2 separate regions of the Mus musculus genome follow, and region 1 is linked to region 2. Evidence: chromatin contacts called from public Hi-C data. All regions are on one chromosome and are shown on one strand. The core of a region is the stretch at or near the end of the contact, and the rest is flanking DNA. Distances in the headings are between cores, read along the strand shown. Region 1 has its middle 15 kb from the start of Prdm5. Region 2 overlaps Ndnf (neuron-derived neurotrophic factor).

The links. A called contact is a pair of places that touch in the nucleus more often than the background predicts.
Region 1: a Hi-C map of regulatory T cells shows a contact between it and region 2, with 2.5 times the contacts expected there. The contact joins two enhancer-like sites. A contact is called at or near these places in 3 of 484 Hi-C or Micro-C datasets (cerebral cortex, group 2 innate lymphoid cells and regulatory T cells) and 2 of 9 other capture datasets (adipose tissue and liver).

Annotation. Positions count from the first base shown.
Region 1 is chr6:65,760,268-65,767,209 of GRCm38.p6, reverse strand. No RefSeq gene overlaps it. Among named protein-coding and RNA genes, the nearest start is that of Prdm5, 15 kb to the left of the region's middle. Within about 2 kb of position 1,944, at least 82 of the 459 cell types and tissues checked have an H3K27ac peak or open chromatin away from gene starts, as enhancers often do. A contact at or near this core is called in regulatory T cells, where this site is marked.
Region 2 is chr6:65,698,792-65,705,127 of GRCm38.p6, reverse strand. It overlaps Ndnf (neuron-derived neurotrophic factor), which reads right to left. Exons shown (of 4, transcript NM_172399.3): 3 at 3,561-3,685; 4 at 1-2,076. The coding sequence ends at 683. Among named protein-coding and RNA genes, the nearest start is that of Ndnf, 30 kb to the right of the region's middle. Within about 2 kb of position 5,032, at least 2 of the 459 cell types and tissues checked have an H3K27ac peak or open chromatin away from gene starts, as enhancers often do. A contact at or near this core is called in regulatory T cells, where this site is marked.

The DNA of each region.
Region 1 (6,942 bases), core at 695-3,194, 65 kb before region 2:
ATTCTTAATGAATAAGGCAGTATGCACAAGGCTTGTATTGGTCTGCATCAGTTGGAGTCCTAGAGCTGAAAGGAAAAGTGGGCGCATCCCCCATCCATAATCCAGAAGCAAGTTCAAATTGATAGCCAATGTAAATTAAAATTTAGTTCTCTCCAAGGGAGTCCCACTGGTGAAACCAACTACTTTTATGTATAGGCTGAATGCCCATTAGTAAATAGCCAACAAAAAAATGAACTCAAAAGAGTCTTCGACGGTTCCCTGTTTGTTTCATAACAGCATGCCAGGACTCTTTTTCTTTTCTTTTTTCTTATTATTTTTAAAATTTTTATTTATATATCTTCTTTCCTTTTACCGTATATATGAATGTATGATTTTCCAATGTATGAGATTCCTAAGTGTGTGCCTTCTCTTTTTTTTTTTTCTTTTTTTTTTAAGATTTATTTATTTATATGTAAGTACACTGTAGCTGTCTTCAGACACTCCAGAAGAGGGAGTCAGATCTCGTTACGGATGGTTGTGAGCCACCATGTGGTTGCTGGGATTTGAACTCCGGACCTTCGGAAGAGCAGTCAGGTGCTCTTACCCACTGAGCCATCTCACCAGCCCTTTTTTCCTTTTTAAAATACAATTCTAATGTGTTAGTTTTTGTTTCATTTTATTTTTTACTATTCCATAGAAGTCTATTTGTCCTAATGAGAGACACAAAAGCAGTGTGCCTGGATGGGAAGGTAGGTGGGAGAAGCTGGGAGGAGTAGAGACAGGGGAAACCAAGATAGATTATTCAAGAAAAAAAATCCATTTTTCAATGGGGGGAGTATAATAAAAATAGTAATAGTAATAATAATAATATGTTGACATAGAAAGAATTCTTAGTGCATATGAGATAAATGGTTAGTGATGCATTGCGGGGCCGTGGGTGTGGTGGAAAGAGGGGAGTGGGAGAGAAGATGAATCCTGCCAGAGTTCCGGTGCTCTGGGCGGGCAGGCGGACAAGGAAGGACTGCACAGGCTTTCCACACGGCCCAGGATGGGCATCTTGCTGTGTTAAGCCACTGACCCCACACGGAGGGTGGTGGACAAGGGGCAGCCCCAGGTACAAGGTCCTCAGCCTCCAGCATCCCATACTGGATAGGGCAGAGGAGCTGAGAACAGAATAGAGGCCCTGGAGGATGAAAGGAGGAGAGGGCGGGGGAGAGGCAGCTCTGGATGATTCCCACACAGGCAAGAGTCCTTGGTCAGGTCTGTGGCTGGAGCACAGGATGACCTTCTTGCGGGAGATTAGACTCGGCTCTTTAGGAGAAAGCCTATCCCATCGCTCAAGCATGGCAGGCCTTGATGATCAGAAACAGTCTATGGTTTTTAGAGCTCTATTGTAGAAAGGCAAGGTATACTTGCACAATGCAAAACTTCCTTGCTGTCACGCGGTGATTCTGGTCAGACCTCCCCCCAACCCCCACCCCAAATTTGCTGTAACAATTGTAGCTAAAATCCTGTCCTTCTAACAGAAAGTGGGGCATCCTCTTTAAAATGATTCCTTCTAGCAAAGAAGGCAAAAGTATGTTTTTCTAGAACTCTCCTGAAGACAGCTGTACTAATGCTCTGGCTCCCACGGCAAGGGTTATCCTTCAGAATCCTCTTGTTTAGCAAAGTGAACTGTTCCTAAGAGCTAAGGTTATGGGGTTTACCCCAGGTTGTTGTATACTGTCTTTGTTTGGTCTCTTTTGAGAACACTAAAAGCCAAACGTCAAAGCTATCTTAAGTGTCTGGAGTCTCTTTGCTCTTGAAGATCTCTCTTGTCTGGCGCAGTGAGGGCTCAAGCTGCTCTCAACTCAGACTGCGCACTGACCTTCCTCCTTGCCAACTCGTGTTTCTCTTATGCTAATTAAGCAGCAGTTGTGTGAGTCCTTCAAGGCTTCTCTCTGCTCTGCTTCCTGCCTCCCTTCCCCTTTTATTTCCCTTTGAAAGGACTCTCTCTGTGTCAGATGCACCTCTTTCCTGACCACGGAGTCATAAATCAAGACTTTTACTTTCAGAATCTTTGTCTGAGTCTGTAAGGTGCCGGTTCTGGCCTTTATCCCTTTAAGGAACGTGGGTACGGAGCCAAGAGCCATTGTTCAGTGGCTAAAAAACAGCCCCAATCACCAGTTCCGCAGAAGCTCAACTGCTGGACTTTTAACAATTTACAGATGGCCAAATGGCTGATCAAATGTTGATATCCCACCCATGTAGACGGCAAGTAGGACAAGCTGACGTCTCAGAATTTGGGTGTGTTATGGTTGGCTTTTTAATTCAAGCTAGGGGTGCTGGCATAAATCTGCTATCCCAATTCTCAGAAGAGAGGCAGGGTGATTAGGAGTTCAAAGCCACTCTCTGCAACATACAGCATTTGATGCTACTCTAGGCTATAATGAGACCTATCTCTACCACCCATGTCAAAACAAAACAACAAAACCCAACTAAACTAAACCAAGGTTTTAAATGTAAATTTTAGTGCTATTTAATGTTAATTGCTTCTAAGCACTGCTTTTGTTTAGAAGAGCAGAGTTATTGTAGTTGGCATTCTGTAAGTACAGCCCAATTAAAACAGTAACAAATCCTTGTAAAAGCGCATCTGTCCTCTGACAGATCTACAGTCAGCAAAGATTCCTCTCCCATTCTGAAATCTGTTTGTTCACATCTTAACAGTTTCCTTTGCTGTGAGGCAGCGTTCATTTAGTGAAGCTTCATTTGTCAGTTCTTATGATTGTTCCTACATCCTGGAGACTTGTCCAGGAATTGTGTGTCTGTGCCTAGACCTTGAAGAATTTTCTTTACATTGTTTTTTGTTTGTTTGTTTGTTTTTAACAGTTTCAGACTTTCAGGTCTTACATTAAGATATTTTATTCATGGTCAAGAAATATGGCTCAGTGGATAAAAGTCCTTCCAGTAAGCTGGTGACCTAACTTCAATCCTCAGAAACCACCTGGTAGAAGGAGAGTACTCCTGAGGGATATCCTGTGACCTCCACACATGATCAGTCTCTCTCTCTCTCTCTCTCTCTCTCTCTCTCTCTCTCTCTCACACACACACACACACACACACACACACACACACACACACACACACACACACCACACACACTCACACACACATGTGCACACACAGAGATGCACAAAAAATAAATACATTAATAAAATATTTTTACTCAGTGATCCCTTTGGAGTTTGTACAGGGGACGAGACAGGAACCTAGTTTCATTCTACTTGTGTACCTCCAGTTTTCCAAGCATTCTTTTTAAAGGGGTTATCTTTTTCTCTGATGTATATTTTGGACAACCATGTCAAAAATCAGGTGGCTGGATCTGTCTGGATTACAGTTGAACACATTGGGAGGATAAACAAATGGTTCTGGGAAACTTCGCATTTTCTTCTCTATCGGTTTACACTTAAATAGAGGGCGAGAGTTGCATATATTACTAAGCAGTAGCAAATAGGGGCAGTACTGGTGGAAGTGCGGTCATACCCATCAGGATTGTCTCTGGGGAATCTTTCCTGAAACAGTTCCTCCTCAGGCTGGCAACTAGAAAAGCTCAAGGCTGAGATTCCTGAGGAAATTCCAATGGGAACCATGAGTTGAACAGCAGATAGACCAAGGAAGGGACACAAGTCGCTCTCCTTAGGATATCTTCACTTCTGTCCAAGTGATTACACTTTCACATTCTCAGTTATTGATCTCACTCTTGAGGTGAAATATACCTGTGTCTGAAATCAATATCATCAAAGGAATATAAAAAAGAACACAAGTAGAAGCCAATGTCAGAAGACATCTAGCTAGCACCATAGATAAGAAGCTTTTCTCAGCTGGGCGTGGTGGTGCACACCTTTAATCCCAGCACTTGGGAGGCAGAGGCAGGTGGATTTCTGAGTTCAAGGCCAGCCTGGTCTACAAAGTGAGTTCCAGGACAGCCAGGGCTATACAGAGAAACCCTGTCTTGAAAAACCAAAAAGAAGGAGGAGGAGGAGGAGGAGGAGGAGGAGGAGGAGGAGGAGGAGGAGGGGAAGAGGAGGCTGGTATTAGGGATTCCATTTTGTCTTGCTATAGAATATACTAGCCTCAAGCTTATGCTCCTCCTGCTTCGACCTTAAAGGCAATTTCTAGCATGCCCAATTGACTTGATTTTGTTTCTTACAAATTCTCTTCTTGCTGATGAGCATTAAGTTGCTGGCAACTGACCTTCTCTGTTCTGCATTGTTTCCCTTTTCTTGGATGATACCTGTCTCAATTGCTCTGATCCTTTCCCACACTGGGGGAGGAGTGGAATTAGCAATAGAAGCTAAGGCCTCAGAAGCAATAAAACTCTTTTGGTCAATTTTAATCAAAAAAGAATTTTAGAAGTAGTAGCTCTTAGGGAATATAAATGTGAGTTTTAGCTTACTGGTCCCCTGGGTAATATTCTGGCATCTCAAAAACATTGATCAGACTTTTTTTTGTCAGAAGTTATATTTCTGCAGAATGTTAGCAGGCAACAGTTATAAATCTTTAAAGGAAAGTAGACCATAAGGGCAAATACTCAAAACTACCTTGAAAGGTATGTATTTTGCTGTGTATAGGTGTAGTGTTAGATTTCCTTGGTGGCTTCAAGAGAGAGAAGGCAGAAATTTAGAGGTGTCTGATATTAAGCAGTCAGTATCATGTTTATTCACAGCAAGGGGACATAAGCCCCCCCCCCCCCCAACATGTGTAGCTGAGAAAATCTGTGGGAATGATGGCTGGGACCCTTTATAGGGGTGAATATGATTGCAGCACATTTCCTTCCACAGTCCTTCCCTTTGGAACCTTGCCTCCAAATTTAAGAAAAGCTATGAAGTGTAGTCTTGTAGCAGGAGACTATCAGCAACTCCTTAAGTGACTAATGTCTACTACTTTTTCATAATATTAGGAGACACTGCTTAGAGTAGAGAGTGTTAGGATGTGCATCTCTGCATAAAGAAAATTACCAGGGTACAACTATGAGTATAAACACAGAAAATGCACTACCACCAATTCTGGTTTAGAACCTACCAGCTTGCTAAAGGGTTCTAAGCATTTCATCTTTGAAGGTCTATGTAATTTATCAGGTGCATAAATACAAGTAAAATTCAAGGGATCCCATTAGCATCATTACACAGAAGAAGCACCCAGAAGCCTTTTCTTTAGTAAATTAACTTCTACTTTTGAGGCAAAACTTAGAATATTTGGTTGGCAATATAATAGTCTACAGCACTCATTATAAAATACCAGTCACATTCAATTACAAATTTAATGCTAGTGACCACATCACCCTCAGTTTTTTTTAAAGGGCATCTCACATATAGATACATTTCATATATGAAATAACAAAATACACTATCAAGGTACATCTGTGTAGACAAGGGTTTCAGACAACAGGATTACCCAAAAGGCCAGATTTTTCACCTGAATGGTTCTGTTCAAAGTGGTGACTGGAGAGGCAGTTCAGCTAATACAGGACTTGCAGGCTAAGCACCTTGCCCAGAGCTGGGCCAACATGTGCTTCCACTATTGCATTGCTGGGGCCGCTGGGACTTACTGGCTGGCCAGTGACAGACTCTGCTCCCCCAAATAAAAGGGGATGGTTCCTGATGAATGACATCTGAGGTCTCCCTCTGGACTCTACACGCATGTCTACACATACTTACCCCACACACACACATACGCAAACACACACACACACAGGTAACAGAAACATCCAAAAAATGCCATTGGCCATGTATGTGTCAACAGTCCAGAAACAATGCATTTGGTATCAACACAAAGAGCACCAGCAATCACTTCATATGTATTATACTTCCATGTTTTCAAATCTACAAACTTTCAAACAATACATAAAATTCAGTCTGAAAACTCTTCATATTTCTAAACACACACATACACATGATATCTATTGTAATAAAACCACTCTAAAATACTTGTTTTTAAAGTAGTCATTTAAAAGATGACTATAAAACAGTTATTTAAAAGATAATCTTTCATTTAGTCAAAGACCCATCAAGATAACAAAAAAGCATATGATAAATTAATATTTTATTGTAATATTGAAAAGTAATAAATTTGATGAGATGATAAATTATCACGTTTAATGAGATAAAATCTTGATAATTTTACAATGTATATAATTATGTCTTAAAATATGCTAATGTAAGTTATTTACAATGAAATGCTATACTATTAGCAATTATTTCAGTAGCAAAATTACCCCATCTCAATATATATGTATGTATATATATATATATATATATATTGGTCTTTTGAGATATATACATAAATATATTTGCATATTTATATGTATGTAACAAAACCAAGAAGTAGTATCTCTACATATAGGTCAGTCCAAAAAGTATTTTTCATATGTATGTATATGTGGTATGTGTCTGTTCATACATGTTCTCATGCATGACAGCGCATATACAGATGTATGTTCTTGTATGTGGAACCTGAAGTTGATGCCAGGTAGATTCCTTGATTGTTCCCAAACCTTCTATACTGAGGCAGGAACTTTCACTGAACCCATAGATCACTGCTTCATCATATCAACATGACTCCAAGAGACAAAGCCAGTCACCAAATAGCAGTTCCAGAAATGGTTTAAAAATAAATAAATAAAGACCAATAGTTCAAAAGAGCCCAGAAATAAAAGGAGGCAAAGACTGATTTGTCTTTATCGCAGAGAAACTTGCTGTGATGGCTAAATTTGGTTGCCAGCTGCATTGGATTTAGAACCAACTAAAACAAGCCTCTGAGTGTCTGTGAGGGTATTTCCTGGAAGGATTATCTGTGTGGGGAAGATGTTCTCTGAGGAGGCGTAGTACAATCTGGTTTACTGTCCAACTGTCCAAAAGATCAATTGCCATAAAGAAGAAATTAAGTAACAAGAAAAAAATTGGAATGAAATTTTCCACTGTCCTG
Region 2 (6,336 bases), core at 3,783-6,282:
CGGTTTTAAGGACAGATAAGCAATTGAATATACCACAGTACTGCTTGGGAAAATGAACAGTGTAATAATCTAATATTCTTAATTTTATATACATGAATATAATGTATATCAACTTTTTACATGAGATACATACAGACAGCATTTAAACATTTTACTGAACAAATAAGAATTTACAACAATATTACTGCTTAGAGGGTGATACGATCTTAGATTAGATCTATACTTTAACAGAGAAAGAATTTAATAGCTTACAATAATAGAAACACCAACAATTAAAACAGACTTTATAAAATAATTTATATTTATATATTTATATATAAACTTCCCCTAACATCTATAGAGAGGAATTATTTGCATTTGTGAATGTGTGCAACGAATGGCATATTTTAAAATTTTAGGTAATAAAATAATTTAGAAGCAGTTCATGCAATGGTCAAAGCAAGGGGTGGCATCCATTGAGATACCCTCTTCTTTTGACATTAACCAGCATTAGACAGATGGACCCTAAGTACCACAGGTGTGCGTGAGTACAAGTCTCCATGCTACATTAGGCAAGCATCAATGTACACATGTTGTTACCCTTTCTTTCAAGTACAACTTTTGTTTGTCACGAGAGTAGTCAGTTACAAGCAGTGTGACTCCATGTCTCTCCTGGAGTTCTCCTGATCTTCACTCAAGGTGACTAACAGACCTTCCTTGTTTTCACAATTTTACTTTGATACTTCACAGAGTGTCCCCCATGTCCTACGACGTAAACATCCAGCAGGTAAGACTTCCCAGGCTGCAGATCTCTGATTGTCTCTGTAGTCACTGCTTTCTGCAGGTTTTGGCTGTGGAAGTATTTGCAAAGGACCTTCTCTGATTTCTTTCTGGTGTCTGGTCCTAGGCACTGGTTTTGCTCTCTTCTCTTCTGGTCTTCACTGTAGTTTCCATCCACTTCCTTTCTGTAGATACAAAACTTTCTCCTTTCTTGGGTGCCAAGCCATGCCACCGTAACTGAAGAGCAGGTACGTAGCTTGTCAAAAGCTTTGATTCTTGTGTCTTCGGGAAGAGAGGGGAATGCATGCTTACTGGGCCTGGTGGTCGCCAGTATTTTCAGCTTTGATGCTCCTTTCCTGTTGCCTTTCAGTCGAATGAGGTATTTTCCTTTGGGTTTTCCTCTTAACTGAAACTGCCGAATGCCTTCCACATTCTGTGACAGAAGCAGCCTCCCATCTCTTCTCACTTGGACTTGAACGGCATCCATACAAGAATGAATAAAGAACGTGACCTTTTGGTGAGAGGAGACTGGAGCAAACCGTAGAAACTTTTTCCCCTTCCTTTTAACAAACACATCTGTGACCCTCCCGTCTTTGAGTTCCACTGTCTTCTGTTTTGCCTCCTCCTTGGTCCTGACAAAGGCACCCACATAAGCTGTACTCATGTTGGTGTTGGTATTGACCATGAAGACATCAAAGTAGTATTGGGTATCGGGCTTCAGGTCAGAGACTGTGAAAATGTTTTTATTTCCTATGCAAATTTTTTGAATGTCAACCTTGGGCCTCCAGTAGACATGGCGCCCCACTTTGGGAGAAGGCTTTGCCAGGAGGCTTCGATCTTTACCCAAATTATCTGTTGGAAATCCAAAATGGGCAAAGTCAAAGGGGTTAAAGTCTAGACCAGGTTTGGGCGCCACCATGAAGGCATCATCTGCATTCATCTTTGTTTCTGCTGCACAGAGGCTTTTGAAATTGTGCTCCTTGTTGATGACCACACAGTACTCTATGGGTTGTTTCAATATAGAGGCTGTAGGGCTTGGCTTCCAGGCCAAAGTGACTGTGGTACGTCCAAAGGAGGTCACATCAACTCTGGGGTCATATGGTAATTCAGGGTATGGCTGGTCAGATTCTGGTGTGGTGGTGGCATATACTTTGAAATGTGTGTCTTTCTCTGTTGAAAGAAGCTCCAACTGATACAAACCAGATGGGGAACTTGAAGACAGAAAATACTCTACATCATTGCCCTTGTAGGAGAATAGTTCTGTGCCCTCTACATCAGTCATCTGCTGCTTCTGCTGGTCAAGTAGTTCTGGGTCACCTGAAGAGCAAGGGAGAAATATAGGCTGCATGTTACTGCTGGCCTTAGTCTATGTTTACAAGTATTATATCTTCATGTCGAAGGCATGACATATTCCTAACAGAGACAATGGCACCAATGGAAGCAAGATGAGGATAAGGTCACTAATTTCTCAGCAGTCACTTTTTACTCCTGTACTTCTTTCCAGTCTTTTCTCTTACACATTTTTTGGGGTCAATTAATAACTCAATACAATATATTGTCATACATGTATGAATCTAGATTTAGGGTTCTAAATCTCCTTTTAGAACCCTAATTTTGATTATGTTATCAAATAATACTATCAGTTTGTCTTTTATTATTGTAAACGATGCCCATATATGAGCAAGACATTTCTTCTTTGGGACAGAATCCAGTTAGAGGAAAAGTTAGGTCAAAGACTAAACATTTTAGTGACTGTTATTCTGATGTGAATCAAAATGATTCAAACATGTTGCTTGCAGATGGTCAGCCATTATTCTAATTTCATGACTGTTAGTGGAACTGGATGACCTAATTAAAATATAGGGTATGAAGCATCAGTAAGTGTGTTTAAGGATCAGTGTTCAGAATTGGTTCCCAAGACAGTACAAAGGAAGTCTATTTTTCCCAGTAAAAAATATTTGCCTATTGTTAACATCAACACAATGCAGACATAAGCATACAATTTCTAGAATCTGGTGGAACACTGGTGAGCAGAGTGAACAATTGTTTTTCAGCTTCCTACCATAATTTAAAAGTGTGTTGAATGAACTTATTCCACAATTCTGGGAAGAACAGAACTACCACATCTGTTAATGTCAGAGATTCTGTACTATAAGTCTTATTGCTTGCCCATGGGCTCTTCCAAGATTGCTGGAGTAGTAGAATTCACAAACATCCTTCTCATAGGTGCAACGGGCAGGCCTTTATCTTTCAGTTAAGATTCCCTTAGAAGGAGCTACAGCTGTTTTTCACTTGCTTTCTGCTATCAACTTTCCACCCTCTCTGTCAACTTTAGGTGACTGATTCTTTTTTTTTTCCACTAACTTGCTTTTCACTCTGGCCATTAAACACTGCTAAATGCCTCTCTACTTCTTTGATGCACCCATTACTTCCTAGAGAAGAGACATTCTTCACCTTGTCTGAGCCGCAAAGCCAGTAATGGAAAGATTTTAGACTCCACAACAACTAAGCCAGAATGAACATCCAAGACTTAACTCAAGCACCTAGGGCTTCAGATGCTGCAAGTGAGCAAACAGATCTGCAGAGACTAAACACTGAGGCTGCCCAAATGGCTCTCCTCCACACCCCTCTTTGCCTCTTTTACTTTACAGAAACCACTATCCTCTCATGCCGTATCTTCACTTCAAGCTCTGTTCCCATGTGCAGCTGCGTTGTTTCCCTTACTTGTAGAAGGCTGTGTGTTTCAGAGGCCTTTCACCCATTGCTGAGGGTTCTGAGGCTAGGTGGATCCAGCTGCTTACCTGATCCATCTGCACTGGACCCCTCATGCAGCTCCTGAAGGCTAAGCTTCCACTCCAAAGGTGCATCGCAAGGTGTCACTGTGACTGACAGTGGGGTGTTATCTTCCTCAACCATGAAGAAATACCTATGGGAAAGTTCAGACCCTATGGTGATTCTAATCACAACAATCAAGACCTACCAGAAAAGTCTCTTGGTTTCCAGTTTTACTCATTTAACACTTTTCAGAGAAAACATAAAACCCTAGAAGTCCACAAGTTTAAAGTCCAAATGCAAACAGGCAGCCAAAGTTAATATCAACAAGTACAATGAAGGTAACAAAAGGAGATTCAACCAACTGTCCTGAGTTCAAGATGAACTCTTGTCCCTCTGTAGGGGCCCCCACCAAGAAATAAGTCACAGCCACTAAGCATTCCCTACGTGCCCCGATAGCACTGTGCTTTGACAATATTTGTGTTACCTTGATGGTACTCTGACATGTCACCTGCTCTGTCAAAAAAAATCAGTTTCCAGCATAGTCCTAAAACCATAGTACCCTTGGTTTGCAAGATAACATAGCATGTGATTTTATTATCTATTTATTACCAACATATCCTGTCAAATTAAGTATGTTAAAAGTTTTAAAACAATTAGAAAGAAAATTAAAATATTCTGTTCTTTATTTTTACCTCAGACATTTCCCATGGTACCTCAGAAGATATTTCATGGAGAATGAAATTACCAGTAACCTATAAAAATGGTCATATTCTAACTCTAAATTTCTTTCATAATTTTACTTAATTACCTTTCATAGGCTGCAACCTTGTGCTGTAGGTAGCTTCAGGCTAGCTCACAGGCTCTATGGGGAAGGAGGTGGGTGAGCTTCATTTCCTGTATGCTGTTTCAGCTCAGCATCCCTCGAGTCACTCTTTTCCACATGCCCACCACCAACACACAGGCCAGGCTGACAACAGTACTCAACTCCTACTCTGCTCTCTCAGATCACCTCTGCTGCATCCAGTCTCTCTATTGAGCCTGGGTCTTCATAGCAGTGTCCCTTCTCTACCTCTGCTTGCTCCCATATCACATCAGACACCTGAATTTACCTCTTACATGTTAACAACTCTCAGGTTTAAATCTCCAGCCTGAACCCTTTCCATCTTCAATAAGACAGTGGCGTTTCAAACTTGAGGCATCTAATCTGAATCCTTATAGTCACACCCTTTCAGTAGATCAATTTCTGGTCACTCCAGATGAGCAATTTAGAGTCTCTCTTGGTGGTTTGTTTGTTTGTTTGTTTGTTTGTTTGTTTGTTTTGGCTTTGTTTTGTTTTACTTTGCCTTTGAAATTCATGCAGACACTGCTTTCTCCTGGCTGCCCTAAATCTTCAGTTTCTCTTGCCTGAGACTTGCTGTGGCCTCCTGATCAGGCTCCTGGTTTTGTAAACCTCAAACTCAGAATTTCCCCTGGCTCAAAAAAACCCTCCAAGACCTGTGTGTTACAGAGTAAAAGCCACAGAGCTGATGCTGTCTCTCAGGTCCCTTCCTGATCCACCTCAACTGTGTGTGCCTTGCCACTATGTCACCCTGAGATTTGTTGTCTGTGGAGCAGGCATGCTGGCTCCTGCCTGTGGACTCTGAACCTCCTTCACCTAGCAGAGCTCCTTGAGGCAGAGGCCCAGATGTGTTCAAGTGCTCCCTTCAGTCCTCTACGCCAGCATCATTGTGAATCCACCTGGACTCCATATGTAAAAGATTTCCTTCTTGCTAATGAGTGTCACTTTCCTTTTATTTTTGAAGTACTTATTGACACCTAACATACTATGTTCCATTTATTCCTTTTTAATTTTTCTGTCTCCCTCAACTAGACTGACAGCTATAACAGGGTAGCCATTTATTTCATTAATATGTATTCAGACACTGAAATAATTCAAAATATTTGTTGAGACAATTAACCAATTGTGATTTCCACCGTTAAATCATTTCATTACTTCCAACTATTCTTTCCATCGAAACAGAAGCAATCTCTATTTAAAGCCCTGTTCCAAGTTTCTAAACCTGGTGAAACACTGGGTGACCAGAAAAGGAACCACCCCTTTTCCAACTTGTACCACAGGTTGAAAATGAAGTATATAAAATTTCCCGTTCTCAACCCAACACCGATGACATCAGATCTCCTTTCCTATGCCTAAGCCTCATTATCTCTCACAGGCACCATGCACCATTCCCCAAGCACAACTCACAAGCATCCTTTGCACAAGAGCAGTTGTCAGGCCCTTATATTTAAGCTAAGGTTTCCCTCGAAGGAGGCAAATCATTGCCATGCCCCTCTACAGACCTTGCATTGTACTCGTATAAACCACAGGTTTCCTTTTTCAGCTTTGAGCCTTTTCACAGATTTACATTTTAGCTTTGGGTCAGCCTTCAACTGATCTCACGGTCACAAGCTTCCTCAGGGCGGTCCTGCCTTCTTCACCAGGTTCTGTGCTTGTCTCTGTCTCTTTAACCACACAGGACTCCTGTGTTCTCTAAAACAGTACCCATTCCTGGGTCTCTGAGATGTGTTTTTTCAACACCCCCCCCCCCCCGCTATGCTCTACTCATATTTTGATGCGAGCTCTTCAGAAACGTTTTTCCTCACTCATTCCAGAAGAGGTTTGCAAACTCTCTCTTGGGGGCTATGGTCTCCACTTGTCACACTTATTGCAATTTGTGCCTACTGCGTTTGTGTGGTTATTTGATCTGCCATTCCCCCAAGGCCCACTTAGGGCTCATTTTCATTGTCACTGTAACATCCCTG